3 separate regions of the Mus musculus genome follow, and all the other regions are linked to region 3. A link is a contact called in public capture Hi-C data. All regions are on one chromosome and are shown on one strand. The core of a region is the stretch at or near the end of the contact, and the rest is flanking DNA. Distances in the headings are between cores, read along the strand shown. Region 1 overlaps Msra (methionine sulfoxide reductase A). Region 2 overlaps Msra (methionine sulfoxide reductase A). Region 3 overlaps Msra (methionine sulfoxide reductase A).

Evidence for each region. Capture Hi-C pulls out chosen DNA fragments and counts their contacts.
Region 1: a capture Hi-C map of bone marrow-derived macrophages shows a contact between it and region 3, with 5 times the contacts expected there. The contact joins two enhancer-like sites. A contact is called at or near these places in 6 of 484 Hi-C or Micro-C datasets (CD4 T cells, cerebral cortex, cortical neurons and 3 more), 2 of 115 datasets of contacts at active chromatin or transcription factors (PVALB interneurons and fibro-adipogenic progenitors) and 1 of 9 other capture datasets (bone marrow-derived macrophages).
Region 2: a capture Hi-C map of bone marrow-derived macrophages shows a contact between it and region 3, with 7 times the contacts expected there. The contact joins two enhancer-like sites. A contact is called at or near these places in 3 of 484 Hi-C or Micro-C datasets (adipose-derived mesenchymal stem cells, cortical neurons and muscle stem cells), 3 of 115 datasets of contacts at active chromatin or transcription factors (double positive thymocytes, embryonic basal ganglia and fibro-adipogenic progenitors) and 1 of 9 other capture datasets (bone marrow-derived macrophages).

What each region holds. Positions count from the first base shown.
Region 1 is chr14:64,320,693-64,325,399 of GRCm38.p6, reverse strand. All of the region lies in intron 1 of Msra (methionine sulfoxide reductase A), which reads left to right. Among named protein-coding and RNA genes, the nearest start is that of Gm52131, 9.4 kb to the right of the region's middle. Within about 2 kb of position 1,644, at least 84 of the 459 cell types and tissues checked have an H3K27ac peak or open chromatin away from gene starts, as enhancers often do. A contact at or near this core is called in PVALB interneurons, bone marrow-derived macrophages and cortical neurons, where this site is marked.
Region 2 is chr14:64,365,669-64,370,321 of GRCm38.p6, reverse strand. The region is part of intron 1 of Msra (methionine sulfoxide reductase A); the gene reads left to right. Among named protein-coding and RNA genes, the nearest start is that of Gm52130, 39 kb to the left of the region's middle. Within about 2 kb of position 1,896, at least 58 of the 459 cell types and tissues checked have an H3K27ac peak or open chromatin away from gene starts, as enhancers often do. A contact at or near this core is called in bone marrow-derived macrophages and fibro-adipogenic progenitors, where this site is marked.
Region 3 is chr14:64,255,185-64,259,837 of GRCm38.p6, reverse strand. All of the region lies in intron 3 of Msra (methionine sulfoxide reductase A), which reads left to right. Among named protein-coding and RNA genes, the nearest start is that of Gm41176, 3.0 kb to the left of the region's middle. Within about 2 kb of position 2,882, at least 33 of the 459 cell types and tissues checked have an H3K27ac peak or open chromatin away from gene starts, as enhancers often do. A contact at or near this core is called in PVALB interneurons, bone marrow-derived macrophages, cortical neurons and 1 more, where this site is marked.

The sequences.
Region 1 (4,707 bases), core at 395-2,894, 67 kb before region 3:
AAAAAAAAAAATATTGACATATTGTTCAGTTGACAGCTTCATCATAAAACTTATTTTTTGATGGAAGTATGAAATGTTCAAACCAATTTTAAAAATCACCAGACTTCCAGGAAGTGTGTCCCCACGATGTGGAGGAAAATAACAGTGATGACAAAAACGGAAAAGATGAAAATTGGAGAGGTAGCCAGGCAGAGAAGTAATTCAAACAGGCACCGTGTTCTCCCTCTGTTCTCCCCTAAAATAAAAGAGAGAGAAACCCAGAGACATTTCCAGTTTTGCTTTTAATCATCTCCAAGTCCTGTCTTGAATTTGGAGAGATTGGTGTTTTAAAAATATTTCCTTCTTTTAAACATGCTCTGGAGGCCACACAACAGTTTTCAAGGGGAAACACAGCACCCCTCTTTTCTTGAGGTCTCTTAGGGTGTTCTCAACCCCTTGCCGTTTCAAAGTTGTTTGCAGAATTGCTTTTGTGATTCAGAAGGGGGTCATCTGGGGACTTTGTCACAAGGCTGGGTACAGTCTGTGAGCCCCGAGTAGTTCAACAGCTTTCAGCTTAGGAACAGGCTCCAGGGCTACATGGTGTTTACCATGGTGATAACTGTGAACAGTTGAAATGTTTGGTATTTGTATTTCCAAAAAGGAAATATATCACCAAGAACAGAGCCCCAAACTAATAGGATGGTTTGTTGCACGTGTACATGTGTATGCATGCGTGCATATACGTGTGTGTGTGTGTGTGTGTGTGTACACCCACACGTGTGCATGTGTGTTGTGTGTTTTTTAAGCAAACCTCAGTGTGTCATACATACTCTCCTATACTTCCCCTCCCTTGTTCCATATGAGGGTGCCTTCTTATCTCACAGGGTTGTTTTGTTTTTTTTTTCTATAACAGAATGCCGCTGATGCTCTTTTTTCTATATGAACCCTGCATTTAATACTTATCCATAAGCAAAGGAACAGTATCTTATCTTGCAGATCCAGTCTGTGCTGAACCTTGCCAGTGTCCCACCTCTTTATTCTTAGAGTCTTTTCTTCCTTTATGATCTCCTGAAACAGACAATGACTTCAGAAGCCCGGTGCCTCTTCATTTAACAGAGGCCATCCTGTACAAAGCCACTACTGAGTTCAGACCACCACAATTTGTCTTTCTTAAAATCACATTGTTTTAGTTGTGTCTGCTTTATTCCCTGTGTGAAAGGAGAATGAACACAGATGAGTTTACTATGAGGTTTGTACCGCTATAGTCTGTGCACAAAATCATGCCAAAATTCCTTTTCTATGGGAGAGTAGCAGCCACAGAGCCAACGAGGTCCTCTCCGGCCCAGACCTAAGTATAATGCTGCCTGATACTGCCAGAGACGCTGTAGGGAAGGGGCTATCCGCCGGAACAGATTGCATGGGGAAGACTGGGCCCCTCTGGCTTAGCTGAGTACCAGGCTGACCATTTATCACTGTCAGAGAGGAAGGGGTGGGAGCGGGGAGTCGCCCGGCCACTCCTGCTCAGCTGCTGACTGACAGCTGACAGCATCATGTGCCACCTCCATGCAACCCATGTGCCATCAAGCGAGAGTGTAGCTACCTGCTTGGGCTGCTGACAGGTTCACAGAGAAGAAAGAAAAGATCAGCAGAGTGCTCTGGGCTGTCAGTGAACTGTGAACTGCCTGCTCTGCACAGTGCTGTGTGCAACCGTTAGTGGCAGCTGACTTCAGTGTGCACAGGAAGCGCTGGGTTAGGCTCCCAGGAAATAATATGGCTGGTGATTGGCGGAGAAGATGCCTCTGAGGTCTATGCACCTTAATTACATTCCAAGGACTCGACTGTGCTGTGAAGCTGTTATTTTAATATGCCCAAACTGATCTCTCTAACAACTATCAGGGAGAAAGTGAATAGCTTTGCATCAGCCATATACCAGGGCCATAAAGCAATGTGAACCAGCAAAGCCCAGACCCTACCACTCTTAGAAGACAAATATTTTTCAAAACAATATTAGAAGTATGATTTTTCTGTTTACCATGCATATTAAAATCTACATTGTGCTTTAGAAGTCATAAAACACTGAGACATGTTAGTATGGAAGGGACTGGTCTTGACTTACTCCTGTATGCTGGCATTTTCAACTGTTCCATTTACAAGGATCTCACTGAATCCTTTGGCTGAAACACAGATCTTAATCCATAAGGTAGCTTAATTTTAAATGCAGTTTATACTCTCAAGATTATCTGTTTTTCAATGTATGTAATATTGGATATGTGGGTGCCTGTGAGTTTGCAGCATGTGTGCACATGTGCCACACACATGTGCATGTAGAGGCTAGATGATGACATAGGTATGTTCTTCTATTGGTTTCCACATTGCCATTTGAGACAGACTCTGTCAGAGAACCTGCCATTCACTGATTGACTAGACTGGCTGGCCATTGTGTTCCAAGGATTTCCTGTCCCCCCTCCTCAGCACTGGTGTTACCGATGAGTGCAACCATGCTTGCTTGCTTCTTTATATAAATGCTGACCATTTGAACTCAGAGCCTTGTGCTTGGAGGGCAGGTGCTTTCCTAACTAAACTATCTCCCCTACTCCAAGGCGATCTGATTTTGATAGTCATTAGGAATTACTTGTGTTAATGGGGAGAGATTTCATGAAGTCAGGAAATTTCCATCCTACAACGTGTGCACTCCCAAGTGCAGAAGTCAGCTGCAGTGCTTCAGTGTGGTGATTATTAAAAGTATCCCCAACATGAAATGCTCTAGCTGAAAGGGATGATGATGAAATGCATTTCTTGGGGTGATGTGGTGAGCCCGGGAGCTCGGGTGCCCTGGGGGCTGCAGCAGAGCAGGGAGCTTTAAGAGCACCAGCCTGCCCTGGTGCAAGAGCTGGGGCTCATGGATATGACCAGCAGTCCTGAGGAGGGGGATGGCTGCGCGAACTGATGAAGGGTGATGACAGGGAAGACACTTCATCTTTCTCTTGTGTCACTGACATGAAGCACAGAGCCTGGCAGAGAACCAGCAACCCATAAGCTTCCCAGTTTGCTTGGCTAGAGGATGGGTTCCTCCGCTGCGCCATGCATGCCAGGGCCGATCTGCTCCCCACCCCCCGTGTCAACCTTCCTCATCCTTCCTGCACACGTCTGCCTCTTCAGTTTCTGAACTAATGAACTCATCAGCCCTGCTCCAGTCCGGAGCAATGTCTCGGCCTCCATCAGACAGAAACAAATAGCCTGGCCACACAGCTGCCTCCATTGCAAGTCCCTGAGCAGCTGAGCTCTTGTCCCTCAGGGCAAGACTGAGTTCACGGTGACTGGATCATCGACGGGAAGGGCTTGGTGAGTCCTGACAGGAGGGGCGGGCAGCACACTGGCCTGCTGGTGACTGTCATACAGAGAAACCTGCTGCCTTCTCTGGAGCTCTATACCAGATTGAGCCCAGAAGAAAACAATTTGATTATTTTTTAAAATACTAATTTAAAATTTTTCCCTTTTATTTTTAGTTGACTAAAACCCCCCACAACCTAGCACATGGCAGCAGCCGTTGTCCTGTTGTCATTTATCTGTCTTTGTCTTTTCCTTACCGAGCACGGCTCTTGTAGCCTGTTCTCTCATCCCTATTCCTTTCACTTCCTGAGGCCATAGAAAAAACACATATGATAATCCTTTGAAATGATTATATAACCTTCTATCTTAGAACGTCATAACTTAGTTCTTGTTGCTGTTGTTGTTAACCTTTACCCAATTGCTGTGTCCCCAAACTGTAAAAACAGAATGGCCAAAGCAGACAGGACTCCATGGGCCTGCTTAGCTAGAGACTGTTCACTCTCCTTCCCTAGAGTCCCTGCTCTACATCTGAGTGACATAAAACTGTCCTTATGATGTGGAGGGGACTCAAGGCAGGATCTGGTCCGTATTCTGGAGAGAACCCTCCACTAAAGATGACTGGTCCAATATTAGATCTTGGGAGATACATGGGAACCCTACTTACTTCCAGCAGATGCCTTGAATGTATGATCCAGAGAAGGAGCGGCAAAGAGTTAGGGTAAGAGTTTGGGAGACTATTGTTCTGGGAAGTCAGTAGACTTTTCTTTTCATTTCAGGCCCAGTGAGAATGTTCGTCATCAGGGGTCATTGCTTAGAAGCAGTACTGGTTAGTTTGAACTGCCAGCTCAACACAGCCTAGACTTACTTGAGAAGGGATGCTCGATTGAGGAAGGAATCTCCTGGATAAGATTGTCACAAGGGCATGTCTATGAGGCTTGTTAATGGAAGTGGGAATCTCCTGGATAGGATTGTCATGTGTGCATGTCTACGTGGGCTTGTCTTGATTGTTAATGGAAGTAGGAAGACCTAGCCCATTGTGAGCAGCACCATATTATGGGCTAGGGGCCCTTAACCATGTATCAGTGAAGAAAGATACTAACCAGCAAACAGATTAATTCTGGACAAGACTATAGATAGGCACTGGCCAGGTCCATACCTGGAATTCCAAGAGAATGATAGTGCACACATTAATCAGGTGTTTTATAGAGGCAAACCCCACAAGGCTGTGGGGTTTCCTGCCTTTGTCCAATGGGGGCAAGCATACATCCTAACATACTTCCTGTCTACATACGTTCTGCCTACATGTGATCAAGCACACCCTGTGTAGTTGGGGCAACCAACCTTGTTTACAGCAGTGAGAACCTGTGGCTTGCTGCTTTGTATGAACAGCAGCCCCCA
Region 2 (4,653 bases), core at 647-3,146, 110 kb before region 3:
TGGGAATTCTGAGCATAGACAGAGGATGCAGGAACACGCTCTGAGCTGTCTGCAAAAGGGGATGGCAGCTATGATGCAGCTCTTAGGATGTTCATTGTCCTCAGAGCTTTCTAGCTCCTTCAAATCAGAGGAAGTGAATGAGACAGAGATGTCACTAATTAGGTCTGTGAAGTCTGTGGGCCAGCACCACAGCACAGAGCAAGACCAAAGCAACCTGAGAGAGAACATTCATTTGTCCTATTTGTATAAATGTGTGTATTCCCTGATAATTACCATAGCCATTGTTTACTATTGCTACTCTATATTAATTATCTATTCAATGATAATTAAATACATAACTTGAAGCATCTTCCCCAAACAAATTACCTTTTATCAATTGAAACAAACCAATTAAAAAATTCAAAATGCAACCATGTAATCAACAGCTTAATACATGATAATTATGACCAAAATTTCAATTAATGTGTTAATATATGACCTCAACTCTCCAGATACAAACAATAATAATAATAAAAGCAGGCTCACATAGCAATTATGGCCTGGTTTGATTGACAGATATCCGTGAGTTTGTTTTTCTGTCTGGCTTGGTAATTTGACTTCTATCAAAAGAACCGGCTTTTGTTCTCACCCTTGTTCTGAAGCCAGTGCATAAGATGTGCACAAGGTTTAAACATGCAATGTTCTTATTTTATTCTCCTGAGAATCTTTCCTTGTCCTTCTGTGTCCCTGTCTGGTCCTCTTCCAGATGTCCCTTGGGCCTGAGGCAGGCAGGCAATATCACTGATTACTTACAATGCAGATAGCGACAGTGTGGCACAAACAGTGTGGCTGAGGATGTGAGATCCTGCCAGATGGTTCAAGTCAGGTTGAAAAAAACAGGAAATATTTTATATGACCTTGTCATGACTGGTGCTAGAGTTTGATGGAGCCCATACTATTCTCTAGTATATATGTGGAAGTCTGTGTGTGTGTGTGTGTGTGTGTGTGTGTGTGTATGTACGTGTGTGTGTTTGGAGCAGAGTGTGAGAATGATATGTCAGGGTGATAAATCCTAATAAACTCTTTGCTTCAGCTGGGAGCCATAAGAAAGGAGGCAGGGACTGGAGGAATCTTGTCAAGGAGTGTCAAGGAAGGCTTGGAGGGAACTTAACTGGTTGGAAGGATGTAGTAGAAAAACATTGGAATGGAGAATGTTCTTATGTGCTTAGGTTGGGTCAGGACACCAGTTTGGCCAGAATTCAGGATGGGCATAGACTCCTAATGATAGTTATGCCAAAAAAGGAATGTCTCAGTCTTGTGTTTCATTCTCTATATGAGAGCTGATGCGATGGCCGTGTCTTGGTACGTATGTTAAGGACATAGGACTGTAAACCTTCCATTATCAATGCTCCATCAGCTGATCTTTACTTCCCTAATTCTTGATGGCCAATTTGCTCTGAGATGAGATTTTCTTCAAAACAGACCTGAGGGTGCATATAAAACCATCCTTGGTTTTAATTAGCCTTCCCCTTTCCTCAGAAGCTCAGCCCACTTCATTAGACTGATAATAGGCTTTGTGTGTGTATACAATGAGCAGGAAAATCTTGAAAGTTCAGACAATTTGACTTCAGCTTGAAAATTACAGAAAACACCCTCTCTGTGTATAAATATGTGTGTGTCTTTGTGTGTGTAAAACAACACAGAGACACATATGTATGTGTATATCTGTGTGTGTGAATGTGTGTGTGTGTGGTGTGTATAAGTAGAATAAAGTAAAATAAAATGGAATCGAGTCATAAAAGTCTAAATATAACAAGTGTGAAATCACTGGTGAGGTTTGTCTTCATGACTCAGACCAAGAACTTGTGTGAGTCAAATTCTTTTTGTCCAGTTAACACTTTCTTGACAGAAGGATGAGTCACTGGTCTGAGTCATGAGGCTGTAATGAATCCCAAGCAGTCACTAGCCTGGATGCCTGCAGACATTGGCTAAGTCAGCGATAGGGTATCGAGTGGACTGGGAAATCAGCACAACAAATATTTATCATCATTAAAAAAATTCTCAGGGTGACCTGTTTAGTAAAGAAATGAGTTTAAAAATTATTTCAAGGAGAGACAGTACTATGCCTGATGAAAGAGGTTGTTCAATTCCTCACCCTCCACATACAACTTTATTATTCACAATCTCAAAAAAAGGTGGAGCTAGCCTAGTATCTAGTGATGGATGAGTGGATAAACAAGAGGAGAGTGAGGTGAGTTTCTATTCAGTAGAGTGTTTGTAAATGTGTTAGCAACTTTCCTGTTGCCGCGATAAAACACCATATCAGGCAACTTATAGATAGAAGAGTTCATTTGGTTTCTGGTTCCCAAAGGGTAATAAGATTCCATCATGGTGGGCAGACATGGCAGCAGGCAGACATAGTGACTAGAGCAGGAAGCTGAGAACTCATATCCTCAATCACAGGCAAGAAATAGATGGGGAAGCCAGGTGAAACTATAAACTCTCAAAGCCTACTTCCAGTGACTTCTTCCAGAAAGGCTACACCTTCTAAACCCCTCCAAACAGTGCCACCAATTGAGGACCAAGTGTCCAAATGCCCGAGCCTGTAGGGGGAACAGTTCCCATTCAAACCACCACGGTTAGCCTTGCAAAAGGAAAGGAATTCTGATATTGCAAAATGGGCAAAGCATGAAGATATTATGGAAAGATAGATAATAGATAGATAGATAGATAGATAGATAGATAGATAGATAGATAGATAGATAGATAGATAGATAGATAGAGTTTGTTAAAGAAGGACAAATAGTGATTGGTTGAGTTCTAAGGTAGAATGGTTGCCAGAGTCTGGCAGTGGTCTAGAGAGTGTTGTTTAATGGAGAGTGAGCCTCAGTCTTATCAGATGAAAACTTCTGGAGACAGCTGCACAAGAATATTTTATCATCACTGAACAAACTACTATATTAATGAGGTAAATCTGGGGCATGGACAGTGTGAGGTTGGGCTGACATTTTGAATCAGAATGAAAAGTCATGTAATCCTTTAAAACTTTACAATTAAAAGTTGTCTTACTGTAAACTTGTAAAGTGGCAAGTCTGATGTTATGTGAAGAAGTGGAGTATACTGTTCAGAGAGTTAGAAGGCAGAAGGTTAGAGACTAAGCTGGCTAGGCTAGACTGGAGGTGCTATGCTGAAGAAGGTGAGAGGCAAGGAGAGAGACAACTGGGCTTTCCCAAGTCAGTGTGTCTCATCTCTACGTCCCTCTCTTCCCAATGGCTTCCCCTGCCTCCCTCCCACAAACTTCTCCATCTAGTTCCCCTTCCACTGCTCCTTTTCTCAACCTGTCCCTGCTGCCTTTCAACTCTGTGCCATCCTTGATCCAGGGGACAACTTATAACTGATTTTTCTTATCCAGTGACAAAATGCTTGACAGAAGGCACTTGAGTGAGGAGGGTTTGAGTCATGGCTTCCAGTCCAGCATGGTGGCAAAGACATGGCCCATGGAGTAGCATCATTCACAGTGGCAGGAACAGGAGGAGGTAGCTCTCTACATCTGGACAGACCAAGAAACAGATAGCTTAGGTGGAACCCATCTCTAGTGGCTGATGTCCACCAAGTAGGCCCCTCCTCCTAAAGGTTTGAGAACTTTCCAGAGCAGTGCCACCAGCTGTGACCAAGTGTTCCAATGTGTGAGCCATTCTAGCCATAACAATTTTTTTTTCTATAAATTGTTACCACCTTCTTGTCTCCTTCCCTGTTCAGAGTTGACTATGGTAAATGTCCATGGGGAGGCCCAGGTGAGTATGGTAGAGTTCTAGTGGTCTTTCCTGTTTCTTGGTGGAAAGTAAGGATATCAAACTCCAGTTATCACAGATAAGGAGGCTGTCCACTGTCCAAGCATGTGGCACTCATTGGTGACCTTTTAAGTCTTCTTCTCATGGTGAGGGGTATGTTACCATAACAAAACTGGGCAGTGAAGAGATCATGAGGTTGGTTTTGAATTTTATGTCCTCATTTTCAAGCTCTTTGATTAGAGTCAATGTTTCAGAGAATCTGCTTCTGATATCAGTTATTGACACCTAACATCATATAGAAAGAAACTCAGACATAGGGTATTTGGTGACATTATTAATACCCATTGGTAAAATGAGGTATTTGTAAAAATTTAAATCCAGACTACCACAGATATGTGCTCAGCCTTAATCATAGGTAGTAATGAGTAGAAGGAAACAGTGGTCCAGGGTCCTCAGCCTATCATGACTTGGTTGCAAAATGCAGTGACCGGGGAGGTCTGACTTTGAGGGATGAGAAATAGTGAAAACCACTCACTAACTAAGTCTGTATTGTCAGGGGCCTGAGAACATGGCTAAAGAACTTGGACCAAATCACTTATGGTTTATTCTAAGGCCACAGTAGCTGTGACTAGTGAATTACAATGTTCCCTTGTCAGAGGTTCCTCAAATCAGTTTCATAGGATGCCAGCTTCAAGGCTGTGTTTGGATTTTTATGGGAATAATATGCTTGTGTTTTAAACAAAGAAGCTTATGGAATGATGTTAAAGCCTGGGTCACACATTAATTATTAGAAGATCATTTAAAGAAAATTATGTATGTACAGAAAAAGATTTTACATTTTTCTTGGAAACAGTGATCTATTGTTTCTCTGGAAATAAGAATC
Region 3 (4,653 bases), core at 1,633-4,132:
GCAGGAAGCCCCCAGAACCAGAAGAAAACCTTCTTCCTCTCAGATTCCTCCATGCTTAAATACTGACATTCTCCAAGCCATAACATCAAGAGACCATTCATAAGGCCAGCTCCATTATCAGAGAGCATCAATACAAGGGTGGCTCTGAAGCCTGAGGGACTCTGAGTTACAGACTGGGTTTCCTCCCAAGTCCAAAAGGCATCTAATGTGCTGTTGTTATCAAAGGCTTGGCTCTGTGTGGTGGAAGAGGGGTGCATGGCAGCAGGTTTTTAGTACTAGAAGAGCCATGCAAGGGGCAGGGATTTGCTATCATTGTTTGAGGGAATAACACTAGAGAAAGAGGGTAGGGAGTTGCCTTCCGTGTGCCAGGAGGATTTTATTTATTTTTTTTTCCATTTTTTATTAGGTATTTCGCTCATTTACATTTGCAATGCTATACCAAAAGTCCCCCATAGCCACCCACCCCCTCTCCCCTACCCACCCACTCCCCTTTTATGGCCCTGGCGTTCCCCTGTACTGGGGCATATAAAGTTTGCGTGTCCAATGGGCCTCTCTTTCCAGTGATGGCCGACTAGGCCATCTTTTGATGCATATGCAGCTAGAGTCAAGAGCTCCGGGGTACTGGTTAGTTCATAATGTTGTTCCACCTATAGGGTTGCAGATCCCTTTAGCTTCTTTGGTACTTTCTCTAGCTCCTTCATTGGGGGCCATGTGATCCATCCAATAGCCGACTGTGAGCATCCACTTCTATGTTTGCTAGGCCCAGGCATACTCTGACAAGAGACAGCTATATCAGGGTCCTTTCAGCATAATCTTGCTAGTGTATGCAATGGTGTCAGCATTTGGAAGCTGATTATGGGATGGATCCCCGGATATGCTAGTGTCTACATGGTCCATCCTTTTATCTCAGCTCCAAACTTTGTCTCTGTAACTCCTTCCAAGGGTGTTTTGTTCCCACTTCTAAGGAGGGGCATAGTGTTCACACTTCAGTCTTCATTTTTCTTGAGTTTCATGTGTTTAGGAAATTGTATCTTATATCTTGGGTATCTTAGGTTTTGGGCTAATATCCACTTATCAGTGAGTACATATTGTGTGAGTTCCTTTGTGAATGTGTTAGCCAGGAGGATTTTAAATGTGTTTGTCTGAATATCTCTAACCTCCTTCCCAAGAATCATGGTGCAGAATCCAGGGTGACTCTTGTTGTCAAGCCTTGGGACTGGAGGGGTGATCAAGCTCCACAACCTCCAAGGTCAATTTTAATTTGGAGAAGCTGTGAACTTCTCTTAGTTACTTGTGGTAAGAAGCCTGTATATCTGACTACCTATGCCACCATTTGCTTATGTGTATTGTTCATCCATCCATCCATCCGTCCATCCATCCATCCATCTATGCATCCATTCATCTATCGATGCATTCATCTATCCATCCATCTGTCTGTCCAACCATCTGATGGCTGTCTATCCATTTCCAGCCAGTTACCCAGCCACCCTTTATCCATCTGCCTATCCATCTGTTCACCCATCCATCTGTCCATCTGCTAGCCATTCATCCATACATCCTTATATCCTCCTACCTATCCACCTATTTATCCATCTGTCCATCCATCCATCAATCCATGCTTTAAGATTCAGCAAAGTAATTTCATTCAGTTAAAATTAATGTTATTTGGATATATTTATTAATTGGCTTTCAAGAGCTATCATGTTAATTGAACTAACCAAAGGCATTATATACAAATCCATAATTTTCATTCTGCTTAAATATTAGAATTTGATTTTTCATTTTCTCACTTCTATAGATTGGCATCCTTTTTCTAAAAGTTTCTCATTACATGCTAAAAGGTCAAGCCATGAAAGTAAAGAAATTGACGATAACTGTGTCTAGCCAAGCATCTCAATGAGAACACATGCATGTTATACAGGAAACGAAGGACTGCAAGGTAATTCTGCACCATTGTCTCTGAGTTGGGGGACTGACATGGACAGCTGTCTAAAGAAGAGTCCAGGCAAGAACATGTGTCTTTTGTTCCAGCAGGCCAGGACTTATTTCCTTAGCACAAACCTACTTGGAAAGGGCTAGTAATGGTTTTACTGTCCTAGTCTGAATATGCTTTCTTTTCTGACACTTGGGAGCTCTGGGAGATAAGAGTCCTACAGCAGAAAGGATATGGTAGAAAATGGTTCTCTTTGGCCAAAGGTGAAGTCACTCCCAGCGCTGACACCAGTCACAGCTAACTGAAGATGGAGCTGAGCTTCTGCCTCTGCATCTATGGTGTTCCCCCTTAGGTCCACTGCACCCCCATTTGGGGGGCTGTGTGGGGAATACAGAGCTGCTCCACTCTAGTTTCTAAGCTCTGAAACACAAGGCTGTGAGTGGTGGTTTGAGTCTGAAGAAAGCAAGAACACACACCTACCGCCCTGGTACCTACAGCCGGTTACACATCTTAACGCACAGCTTGTTCTAACCTACATTTGTCACAAAGGCAGCCAGCCATCTTGCTTATGAATACTACAGTCCCACTTGGGGAGGAAGTCCCCTTTTACTGCTCAGACATGTGAGTATCATATAATGTGTGCATGCTGGCCACAAGAAATCCTGCAGTAGCGGCCCGATGACCATTATGCTGCTGAGTGTGGGGGAAATGGGCAGAGGGAGGCGGCTGTCCTGCAGTTACTGCGCCGTTGCCTTCGAGCCTGCCTGTTCCTAGTCTGTAAGCCTCGGTAGTGGGCCTTCGAGTGTGCATCCTGCAGCAGCTGCAGGGGCCTGAGAGAGCACGCCACCCATGCCGGCAGTGAGTTTGGTAATCATATATAATCCACCCTGCAGAGGGCCGCCCTGTCATTGTTCAGGACCCTTTCAATGTCTTGCAATTTCCTTTGTCTCTGTACTTCTGGTCGCGTCCTGAAAACTGTCAGGCTTCCGTGTGGCTGTGAAGACCGGACAATTCTAACCTCACAATGGAGCTCAAATTGGACCAGCTGCTTCCTCAATGGAGCAGGCTGCCCAGCTCCGAGGCATTAAGCCCAAAATTATTTAGAAAATTGAAGCCTTTGACTTGCTGTGGATTAATGTGATTAAGCGGGGCTTGCTTTAATTCATACTCATCTCTTCCTTTATTAATAACGTCTCATCGGTCAGGGCCGCATGCATGTGCATGAGACTACAGAAAGTTAGGGTGATTGCAGTTTGTCCATAAGAGAAGTCTTTCATGTTTCAGAAGCAACTGATTCAAGGCTTCGGCTGGGGCACACTGAAACCGCCTGTTATTCTTAATGTTTTTTTATGGAAACCTAATAAGCAAATGAACCATTCCTCCTTCTCCCCCTTTATCCCCACCCCCGTGGAGGTCCCCATTTGATTTACAGCTCCCCGTAAGTAATAAAGAAAGGATCTCTTTTTCATCTGGGTTGTATCAGCGGGTGAGATCTGGACGAAATATCCTTCAGGGTTAAGGGAGGTGGAATTAAAAGGGATTTGAGGGTTTTTTTTTTCTCCCCATGTAATTGAAAGTGTATCACCACCACAATGATTATGAATCATCCAGTAGCTTTTCTAAATAAGGAAGTATTACCTCATTGCGTGAGACTGTGGTTTTTTATAATGACAGCAACAGATTATATTGGGAGAAATTAGGGCAGTGCCTTAAATCAGAGTTTTGAGCTCTGTGAAATTATTCTGATGATGTTTATTCTGGCAAACTTAAGATGGCAGCACCGCCAAGTCTTATGTCAGTCTCTCATAGCATAACAAAGCTAACGAGCATATATGTCCAAGTATTTGTCTTTAAAAAATACTTACTTTGGTAAGACAGCCAATTGATTTACATAGCGTTTCTGCACTAGGAACTGTTCACAGGGCTTGTCTGGTGGCAATGGGTTATCATCTTTAGCATCTGAGAACTAGTCATAGTAAGCATGTGAGGTGACGCCTATGCCAATAGCTGGATTGCCTTGTCCCACACTGGATACATATCTCAGAATGATACATTGTTACTGTCCTCATCCTTGTGTCAAAACACTGACAAAAAACAGTTTCAAGGGATGAGGTGGCTCGTGTTTTAAGCTAGCACTGGACTCAGGCTGAGAGCCTAGGCAGCAAAGTCCTAAGAAGCCAGCATCACTCACTGAACCATCACTCAGTGAACCAAGTAAAGAAACAAAGTAACAGTGAAAAGCAGCAGAGGGGGGTTCTTTAAATGTGGCTACACTGGGCAGAGGGGCAAATAAGACCAGAGAGGCTTAGGTTTAAGATAGGATGCAAGAGGTGTATTGTATAACTAGGCAGTCCTGGTGAAGGTGTTGGTATACCCATCATCATCTCTGCTCCACTCTTGTCTCTTTAGGGTATCTATATTCCTGCCAGGATAGTTACACCATCATGATGGGGAAAGAGTCGCCCAGCTTCTGGTAGTGGGGCATGCAACTGGCTTTGGGCCAGAAGCAGAGGCAGAAATAGACTTTAAATTCTACCCTGCAGTGACTGCATTGGCCAGCTGCACCTCAGAACACCTCTCTTTATGGGACTTTTGCAGTTTTAGGTTGTCTCTTTGAGTTGACTTAAAAGTACTGAGGTGGCTCCACATTCCTGCCTGACTCACTTTACATCTGGATTGATCCTCAAAATTCCGAGTTGTGGGTCTTGCAGGCTCAGTTT